Regions from separate parts of the Gossypium hirsutum genome. Here region 2 is linked to region 1. A link is a contact called in public Hi-C data. All regions are on one chromosome and are shown on one strand. Each heading gives the region's core, a stretch centred on a gene start, on an enhancer-like site or on the middle of the called end of the contact. The rest is flanking DNA. Distances are from core to core; before and after follow the strand shown.

Region 1 (5,000 bases), core at 1,520-4,019:
ATTGGACAAAATAGTTCATTTTATCATTCAATTGTGACACAAAAATTAAATTGCGGTTTAATTTAGGAACGTAAAGAACATGTTTTAAGTGAATTTTGCTTGTCAATTCAACCATTCCTTCTTGGGTAGCCACCACTGTTTGGCCATTAAAAAGTCCTACGAAACACGCTCCAACTTCTCTAACATTCGTCAAACAAATAAGATCATTGGTAACATGACTTGAACACCTCGTATCAATAATCCAATTATTCTTGGACTTATCATTCAACTGATTGGTAGTGGATTGTGTATTACTGAACACCGCCAAAAGAGACTATCATTGCTCAATGGTAAAACTAGGAAGTGCCGCCTCCCTGACGATTGTGCTACCCCTGCTGTGTTCTGCGTTGGTGTTGGTGGCGATTGAAATGTAGAATCACCGCCAACCATTGAGAATAATGATTTTTTGTGTGTGTTAAACACCAAGCTCAGATACCATCATAAGAATAAGGTAATCCCTTTCAATATTATTGATAGGCCTCAAGAGTATACATAATATTTATACAGCAGTAGTTATGTAGAAATAGAAAAGTAGAAAGAGGAAAGATATATAATATATTCCTAAATATATGCCTAAAAGATATACAATAATATACAATATATTTAGATATTCCTAAAAGATAATATCTCATAATAATATCCTAACACATCTAGATCTAAGCTTGGAGTTCAAAACTTAAACTTCCAACAGGCCCAAATCTACTGTCCAATTTGAATTGAAATAAAATGATGGCTTCCTCGCAACCCAAGCTAGCTCTTCACTGTCCAAATTCGTTGCTTCACTTCAGCGTCTCTTGGAACATGGCCAGCAGCTTCTTTAGCCACAAAAATCTTTAAGTAAACCTTTCAATGTTTATATCAAGAATCACTTTATCTCTACTAGATTTCAAGAGAAAAAAAAAGTTGTTTGAGCTTGGCGTGTTTGGGCTAGATAAGGTCAAGGTATTAGAGGACCTGATACCCGCCAGTGAGGTCTGTTGAAGGCATGTAAGTGCTGGTGAAAAGGTATTTTTTTTTTCAATTTTGGTGATGTCGAAAAGAATAATGAAGCTCTTTCTGACGAGTAAAGATGTAACATTTGGGTTCAAAATGATGAAAGGCCCCAGTGTCATTATTAAAACTTGCAAACTTGGAGGTCATTCCATTTGTTCATCTTTTTTTCCTAAAGCTAGAAATGTCTTCCATTTCAAAACCTGAAAACCCTTCGTTTAGTACCTTTCTTTTGACAAAAACCAAAATTATTATATGAAGAAAATTAAAAATGTTAAGAGTGTATAACCAACAAAAAAGATGGAAACCAAAGTATCATCTCTACTTGTTTATTGAATAGACTCTAAGAATCAATTATCTCTCTTTCAATTGTTCAATATATGTAATTACTAAGCTAGGATTCAATGACATTAACTAGACTCTTCTAGTATCTAGCTATGTCAATCCCCTTTCCCCATTAACTATACTTCTATGCTAGGCAACTTGAGTAAAGTCATTAAGAACAAACTTATTGGGTTGACCAGAGCATTAGATATATTTATATCCTAGTCTCAAATTAACTTGTTTGTCAGTACTATTAAAGTTAATCCCAATCTATTCAGTCTAGATTGCAACCCTAACTTTCTCATCTAATACAAATCAAGGTTATCTAATTAATACAACTTGGTGATCAGACAATTAAGTTAAATAAGTACAAGACTAAATAAATAATTAACAATGATCAAAACAATTGAAGAAAAATAAATTAATTAACTAAAAAATAGGATCCATCATCGTTCCAAGAAAATAGAGTTTAGTTCATAATAAGTTGAGAAAACAACACAAAAAGATAGTCAAAACAAACTTGCATTGATAAAAAGTAAAAAGGAATAATCTAGAGAGAAAATAGTTAAAGAAATAATCTCATTTTCTTCTTGTCTTTGCAAGCTTGAAGTTTCTCTTGGTGTGAGAGTTTTTCTTTTGCCTCCAAGTGGTCTCCTTACTCTTTTCCTCCTTTTTCTTTCTTATAATTTGTCACCTCTATTTTTATGGTTTTTATCGTCCTACTCCACCGAACATAGAATTTGCGATGGACCAAACTGCTTGCTGTCAAAATTTTGGAATTGCAGAACATGCTCCATCACATGAATTAAACCCAATGGAGTGAAAGACATTTCTTAACCACTTTTTACTCTATGCTCTAAATATTTCATTCTTAATTCGACACTTACAATGGAGAAAAAAATAGCAAGTAAACTTGAATTAACTCTAAAAATAATAAAAATTGAACAAAATTATAATGAAATAGAATTAATCTGAAAAACTATAATATGTAATAAAGACTAACCTAAATGTTAAAATTAACTTTTAAAATACAATAAAAACTATACTAAAATAAGTTTAAATATGAGAATTATCAAATAAATAGAATAGTCTTTTATTGTTTCATTTACTTAAATTATAAGATAATTAGCTAGTGAATCGAGTCAATTAACTAAAGCCACCTGAACACATTCTTAGGGGTTTGGTCTTCAAAATACTTTCTAAAAGATTTATTTTCGTTGTAATTAATAGTTGACAATAATGCTGCAAACTTGCAATTATCGGTGAGTAAAGGAAACTATTTTGAGGTTTTGTTGAATATTTATTTTTTAAATGAATTTTTATATGTTATTCGCCATCATCATAGTTAAATAACAATAAAGTCGGTCCACTAAGGATAAATAGCCCATATGCGCAATGGGCTGGCCACTGAGGCCTTGAGGGACTGCCTCTCACAACGATGACCTATGATCTCTCCTGCACAAGAATACCAATGCTATCTTAAGCATTCTCCTCCATCATATTCGGGAGTTTCTAGAGTCTCTCCATTCATAATGGTCAAAGAAGCACAAAATGTACAAAGAATCTAATAAACCTGAAAATGCGGGAGAGCCAATTAACAAGATGTTAGATTTGGGCGCCAGCTCGATCAACATAGGGCAGAGAGAAAAGGTCTATAAAAGAACGTGAGATTCATAGAGTTGAATATGTGAACCCCTCTACCTTATTTCATGCTTTCCAATTTCAAGCATCAAAGGGTGCTCCAGTGATCAAACTCCGATACTCTTTTGACTTTTTTTCTATTCTATTGTTAACTTATTCAATCTATTTATAAGTGAGTAACCCAACTTACTACAAACGATATCAATAAATATATCCTTAAGAAAATATCTTAACTAAATTGCATTATTTGACATCTTCCTTTAAAGCATATGCTTTTTGTTTGGAAAAAGGAGAAAAAATAATCATATTTCAATTCTTAAAAAGTTGATCCAATTAAGTTACATAATAAAATGCAAAAGCAATAACTAGGACACAAATATTCTAAAAGGACAAAAGACAAAAATATTGCAGACAGAAAGAAAGAATGAATTCAAATATAACAACAATAATTTGGGGTCTGTTTGATTGGCAGTAAAATGTTTTCCGGAAAATGATTTCTGGAAAATATTTTGCTTTTTTGTAAAATGATTTACTGGAAAATATTTTCTGGTGTTTGATTGAATCTGTGTAAAATGTTTTCTGCTGTTTGACAGATTCCTTGAAAATATTTTCCGGAAAAGTTTTTTTTACATATATTAATATATATTAATAAATTTTTATATTTTAAATTGTTTTTACATATATTGCAATGATTTATTTATAATAATACTCAATTATTAAGCTACAATATTAATCGTTATAAATTGAAAAAAACTAATATCAAATAAATTATTTGTAATTGTGTTAAAAAAACAAGTATTGAATAATTATAAATTGCTTCGGAACCACAATGAGTACTATAAATAATATTATCCAAATACATAATTAGTAGTACACCACATAGTAACAACATTATCCAAGTGCATAATATTACACCACATAAAAGTATCAATATCTTCAACCCTGAGAAAATTTTTGAAGCCAAAATTTTCTATGCTTCTTACTTTTAACTAAAAAAGCTTTGGCCTCGGATTCATGACTCACTAGATAATCAAACACAGAACACAAGAAGCCATCATCAAATCCTTCTTCCTCCATCGACATCACTTGTTCGTAAAGCTGTGATGTCTTATCGGCAGTAAATTGTTCCAAAGCATTAGCAATTTTGCCAAGTTGTTCACCCACAAATTTAATTTGTTCATCAACGAGACTTTCTTGACGACTTTTTCTTTTACGTTTGGATGTGCCAGATGAAGATACATTTGTTCTTACCTTTTCAGTGTCTTCATTGTCATAGTCTACAGGCATTGAATCTTCATTACCATCACCTAAATCTATGTCGGCAAATGTTCTGGCAAAACTCCCTGTTGCCATATCTTTGCCAACAACCAAAGCCATTTCATCATAATGATCAATGCTTTTATTCAAAAATGGTTCATACTTCTTGTGTGCTTGTTGGATATTATACACAATTAGAATAACAAGTAAAAAACAATTGAAATATACTTAACATATATATACATATATTACCATCACTGCTGCATCATATGTCGCTCTATCACATGTGATCATTTTCAGGTTATCATCCCATCCAAAACCACTTTCACCTCGAATTTTGCATATAATCTGCCACTGGTTTTTTACCGTCCTCAAATGATTTTCCACATGCTTCATATCGAATTGGACTTGGAATCTTTCAGAAATGGCGTCGACAACTCGATTAATAGAAACTACTTTGAAAGTATTAGAAGGCTTATTTCCTTTTCGAGCCTCCTCTGCTAGAATTTCAAGGAAAACATGTTCCATCGGTTTTGTCCACCTGAATTGCTTGGAGGTCCCTTCTTTGTTGCCCTTACCCATTCTACATTAAATAATTGTCATTGTCAATAATTTCAATATCCAACAAGCTTAAAACATAATAATAAATTTAATATCCAATAAGGTTAAAACATAATCAATATCTAACAAATTCAAGACATATATCAAAATCCAACAATCTAAAATTTCAATATCATTATCGAACCAAC
Region 2 (4,959 bases), core at 2,438-4,937, 95 kb before region 1:
CTTCAACCCGGTGAGAATGATGAAATCCCAATTTCTTGGAATTATTTCGTCTGCCTTGCCCCCACTAACTTTTGGTTCTGAAAGGCTGACAATATCAGGCTTGAAATCCATATTATACTCTCTAAAACTGTAAGGAAATTTGACACTCGCACATCCTTGGCAGTTCCAAACAAATACAAATAGAATGGATTTCATCATAAAAATAGGAATATAGTACCTAAAATAATTTTACTGTCAGTGTAACAGCCCGTTTTCTAGTGGTGTCAAAAACTGTGGTTTTGGGACAACAATTTCGACGTGTTAGACCGTAAATATTAATTATTTAATATTTATGAGATTATCTAAGTGTCATATTAAATTTTGGTTTAGTAATTTTAATGTTTGATAAGTTAATTAAAGAAAAAGGATTAAATTGTAAAAGTTGGAAAAAAGATTGTTATTAATTTCTTTTATTTAAATGGCCTAATTAATTATGGTTGAAGGACTTATATTACAAATGAGCCAAAATTTAATATAGTGGTCAGTTGATGCAATAATGGTTGTCAATTTTATAAGTTAAAGGTTATTACAATAATAATATTTAAAAGTAAAAAAAGAAAATAATAATAGGAAAAGATGATGGTTTCTTCTTCATTTTGACTTGGTTCTTCACCGAAACCCTATTTTTGATAGTTAGAAGCTTCGGTCACTTATACCTATTGCATGTAAATGATATCTTGATGTTTTCTTCATGAATTTCATGTTTTTGTGTTAGTTGAGTTGAAATCTGACTTGTTTAGGAGTTAATTTGTAAGATTAGATAAGTTTAGAAAGTATACTCTAATGTTTTTGAAGCCTTTTACTTGAAAGAATTTTGTTTAGGTGCTTGAAGTCGATTTTGTGTTATTTTATAGAGTAGTTTGGTATAAATTTGGAAATTAGGGATTTAATTAAGTAATTTGTAATATGAGAAGGATTTAATTATAAAGTTAACGATATTTGAGTTGTATATTAAGGGTTAAGTGTTTGGAAATATGTGGTTTATGTATTAATTGTGGATTTTACTTGTTTAATATTAGGGATTAAATTGTATGGAATGTAAATGTTTGGGGCAAATGTGTAAATATTGTAATTAAGAAATTATATGTATTAAATTGAATGGAATATGGAATTGAGGCTAATAATTGAAATAAATTATATTATATAGTAAGATCAAGTTGATAATCGGGGTAAAGGGAAGGTTGTTGATTAGCCCCTGAACTTTCGTTGTTTTTGCAGTTTGGCCCTGGTAAGTTCGTACGGTTAAATTTTAGTATAATTTAAATATTAAATTGCTTTTGGATTGAAAATTATTAATTGACTTGAAAATATTGAATTGTGGTATGTGAATTGATTTGGGAAAGAAATTGTATTGAATGTTGTTAAATAATAAATATGTGACTTGATGAACATAGGATAGGATATGATTAGCATGCCAATAGGTTATATCGCACGCTGTATGGGATTGGTTGATGTTGAGATGATGATTATGAATTCATTCATGTTTACTAAATATACCGAAGTTCAACATGTGTTGCGAACTATCGCGTTATAGTACAGTGTTTCAGGGGCGGATGTAAATCCTATGGGCTTGACACTTGGTGCCCAGGTGTGTTCTTGGTTGGTTAGCTCATTTGAGCAATTTGGTGTGTTTGGTTGGTTAATCGTGTATCTGAATCCATTACAACATTCATCAGGTATAGTTAATGATATAATATATTTGATTGAATTAATTCACTCGTATACAAGTTTATGACTCACCTGTGATTTGATTATGAATGGCAGGACTATGATTTATGACATTTCTGTATTATGTATTGATTAAGTTTATTCGGTAAGTTAATTGTTTAATCCGTGGAACTTAGTAAGCTTAAGTAAGCTTACTTGTGCTCTTTTTATTGCTTTCTTGTAGATTTATTTTCGAGGCTTCGGGCGATTGGATCGACTTTAATATTCACACTATCTGAAAATTTATCGGTAGTTTTTGAATGCTCATATTAGGTTATATGGCATGTAATAGGTTAAATGAATTTATGAGGTTATTTTGTGAAGTTATTAAACTTGAATGATGCTCGTCTTTAGATATATTTTGGTACATGTGAATATGTTGTTGGTTTGGTATATATTTATGTTTGGTATATTTGGTATAAGTTTAATGCAAGTGTGTGAATATGGCAATTTGACTTATAGATTGAAAGGGGTGGTATTTTGGTACGAATCGATAATAAAGAAGTTTGAGTACTTTAAATGCAATTATTCTAGTTTAAAATGTTATTTTAGCTTGGATATTGAATTGTGGTGTCAATGAAGACACATTGGTTAGTCTTTTAGATGTTTGAATAGGTTATTTTATTTATCTATTGTAAGATAGGTGAATTTTGGCATGAGTTGAACTTTTAAATATGAGGTTTTACTATTCTAGAAATAAGTATCGATACTTTTGGCATTTGGTATCGATACTTGACCATATGAACAGTTTTTGAACAAACAAACTGCTAAAATGGTATCGATTTTTATTAGAGTATCGACACTTTTTTCATAATATATCGATACCATAAAATAAATATCGATACCATTATTTTGCAAAGAAAATAGTATTCGATTTTGGTATCGATAATCGATACCAACTACTGATTTTCGTTTTTAACTTTAAACTTTAAATTTCTTTGAAGTAAGTCCTATTCCGAGCTTGAATTTTATCATTAAGTAATTTTAGAAAATTTTTTATTTAAAATTTAATATGTTTGTTTATGCAGAATATCAATTACTTTTAAATATGTATTGTTTAATAATGTGATTCTTAATTGTTGAATGTTAATATAGCATCTCTTTACTTGGATCCAGTGACCGAGACGGGTAAGGGGTGTTAAACTCGGGCTATGTCCTAGCTTCTTGTACTCACACCTTTTTCCCCACTTACTTTTCTTAAAATCCCTTGCTTGAACTAATCCTGTAGTAGTTCAACCATATTGTTAACAAATTCGGTCAATGGGACTTTAGAGGAAGAGACTTTGAAAGGCCTTCTTTTTTCCCTAATTATTTTTTGAGCTCCTGCCCTTTAATGCTTCCATTTCCTTTCCCCCTGTTGATGCGCAAGTTAGAAGCAACCACTCGACGCCCCACTTCTTTGGGCTTGGGCACACATCCCTCTCACCTTCGGGGTTAACGTTCTCTTTGAAATGAATGGATGAATGTTTGGTCGAATCTAAAACCTCGTCCGTTGGGATCACCGTGACCTCCACCAAACCTCCGGCATTGGGCTGTTGACTAAATTTGGGGGCGAGAATCGCGGGATGAGTCGTGCTGCGCCTTTCCTTCAAGGCTTCCTCCTATTGCACCATGAAGGCCCTTGTATCTGTTAAGACGTTCGTCACTGGAGTTTCTCCTACGTGCAAAGTCATCAGAGCAGTCGAATCCCGAGTCCCCCCTGAATTGTCGCCGCTAACTAGGTTAGAGTTCCCCTTTCCGTAAACCCTAAAGACTGATTGCGACGAACCAAAACTTACTTGGCTATTGTTTGCTATTCGGGACCCAATTTGTTCTCCACATTGTGCGATGGGCCTTTTATTTTTGGCCTGTTACTGTTGACCCAAACCTAGTTTATTCTTAGCCCCCCCACCAGGCTGTTGCTGGCTTTGGCCTAAACAAGCTAGGCCTACTGCTATGCTAACCCCTTCACCCAAAGACTCCACTCCCTTTTGGCCCAAGAGAACCTCCGGATCTGGCCTAATCTCCTCATATCCTGTTTCACTATTTCAGGTTTCGAAAGGCTGAAATCTTGTGTTGCCCTGCGCCTTCTCCCTGGTCTTGCCGCCGCTGACCCTTCCTCCTTTTGTCCAATGGTGATTCCTTTTTCAACGAGAATCCATGGGCCATAAACGCTTGCCAAGGGTCTACCATTATCTAGTACAGGCTCCTTCCTTGTACTCCCATCCTCCATCGCGACCTCCCCTCCTACCTTGATCTGTTCGTTCTTTGATTTGGGGAAAATATCTTGTGTATGCCTGTAGTGCCCACAAGAAAAGCACACCATGGGAAGGTATTCATATTCAATTCATTGCAATACCTCATTGATTAAGACCTGAGAAACTAACGCCCTTCCAAGGTTGACATAAACCGCCATACGTACGAACTTCCCTCAAACACCATTGTCTGTGTTAAAATCTAGTTTTGCAACCCTACCTATCATTCCCCCTATTTGCCATAGGATCTTCTTTTTGTACATATGTCCCAACAGGCCGGGGAGACGAATCCATGCCATAACCACATTCCGGTAGGGTTGCGAGGGGTTGAAATCCATACCTTATGGTTGCATTGTAAGATATTGGCCATAAACAATCCATGGCCCCAAGCATAAAACCTTCTCAAAATGCTTAGGGTTTTGAAATTTAGCCAAAAATTTGCCATTCTCAATGTACATTAATCGAAATGTTTCGGATGGCAGCCATAACGTACAAATTTTCTTTTGCAATGCCGCATAGCCAATATTCCGTCCTAGAAGCTTGATTACCACCGTATGCTCCATATCTTTAATAAGTATTTGGTTTATCCGTTCAGAGAAATATATTGCCGGAATGCCATTAATCGAAGACCTCACAATATCCTTTTCAAGTAGATCAAAATATTCAACATCCTCAATCTTTCTGTTATTGTTACTTCCCTATCGGCTCGAAGACCTGTCCCAATAAGGCAATCCTTCTAAGATCGAGGCCTCCCTGGGGACAACACCACTTCCATGACAACATTCGCCACCCTTACTGGATTGCTAGAATTTCTAGAATTTGTCAATTGCCTATCACCACCTCTGCCTTCTCTATTCTCTCGTTCAATAGATTCCATTCAAAAACTTCCTTCCTAACTAATGATATTTTAAATACATAAAAATTTTAGGAAAAAAATAGTATATTTTATATATTTGGTTTAAATATGTTCAAAGCCTCT

What was found. A called contact is a pair of places that touch in the nucleus more often than the background predicts.
Region 2: a Hi-C map of leaf shows a contact between it and region 1, with 2.5 times the contacts expected there. The contact joins two enhancer-like sites. A contact is called at or near these places in 6 of 34 Hi-C or Micro-C datasets (anther, hypocotyl, leaf and 2 more).

What each region holds. Positions count from the first base shown.
Region 1 is chrD06:10,758,225-10,763,224 of Gossypium_hirsutum_v2.1, reverse strand. No RefSeq gene overlaps it. Among protein-coding and RNA genes, the nearest start is that of LOC107901233, 31 kb to the left of the region's middle. Within about 2 kb of position 2,769, at least 1 of the 9 cell types and tissues checked has an H3K27ac peak or open chromatin away from gene starts, as enhancers often do. A contact at or near this core is called in leaf, where this site is marked.
Region 2 is chrD06:10,854,504-10,859,462 of Gossypium_hirsutum_v2.1, reverse strand. No RefSeq gene overlaps it. Among protein-coding and RNA genes, the nearest start is that of LOC107901235, 30 kb to the left of the region's middle. Within about 2 kb of position 3,687, at least 9 of the 9 cell types and tissues checked have an H3K27ac peak or open chromatin away from gene starts, as enhancers often do. A contact at or near this core is called in leaf, where this site is marked.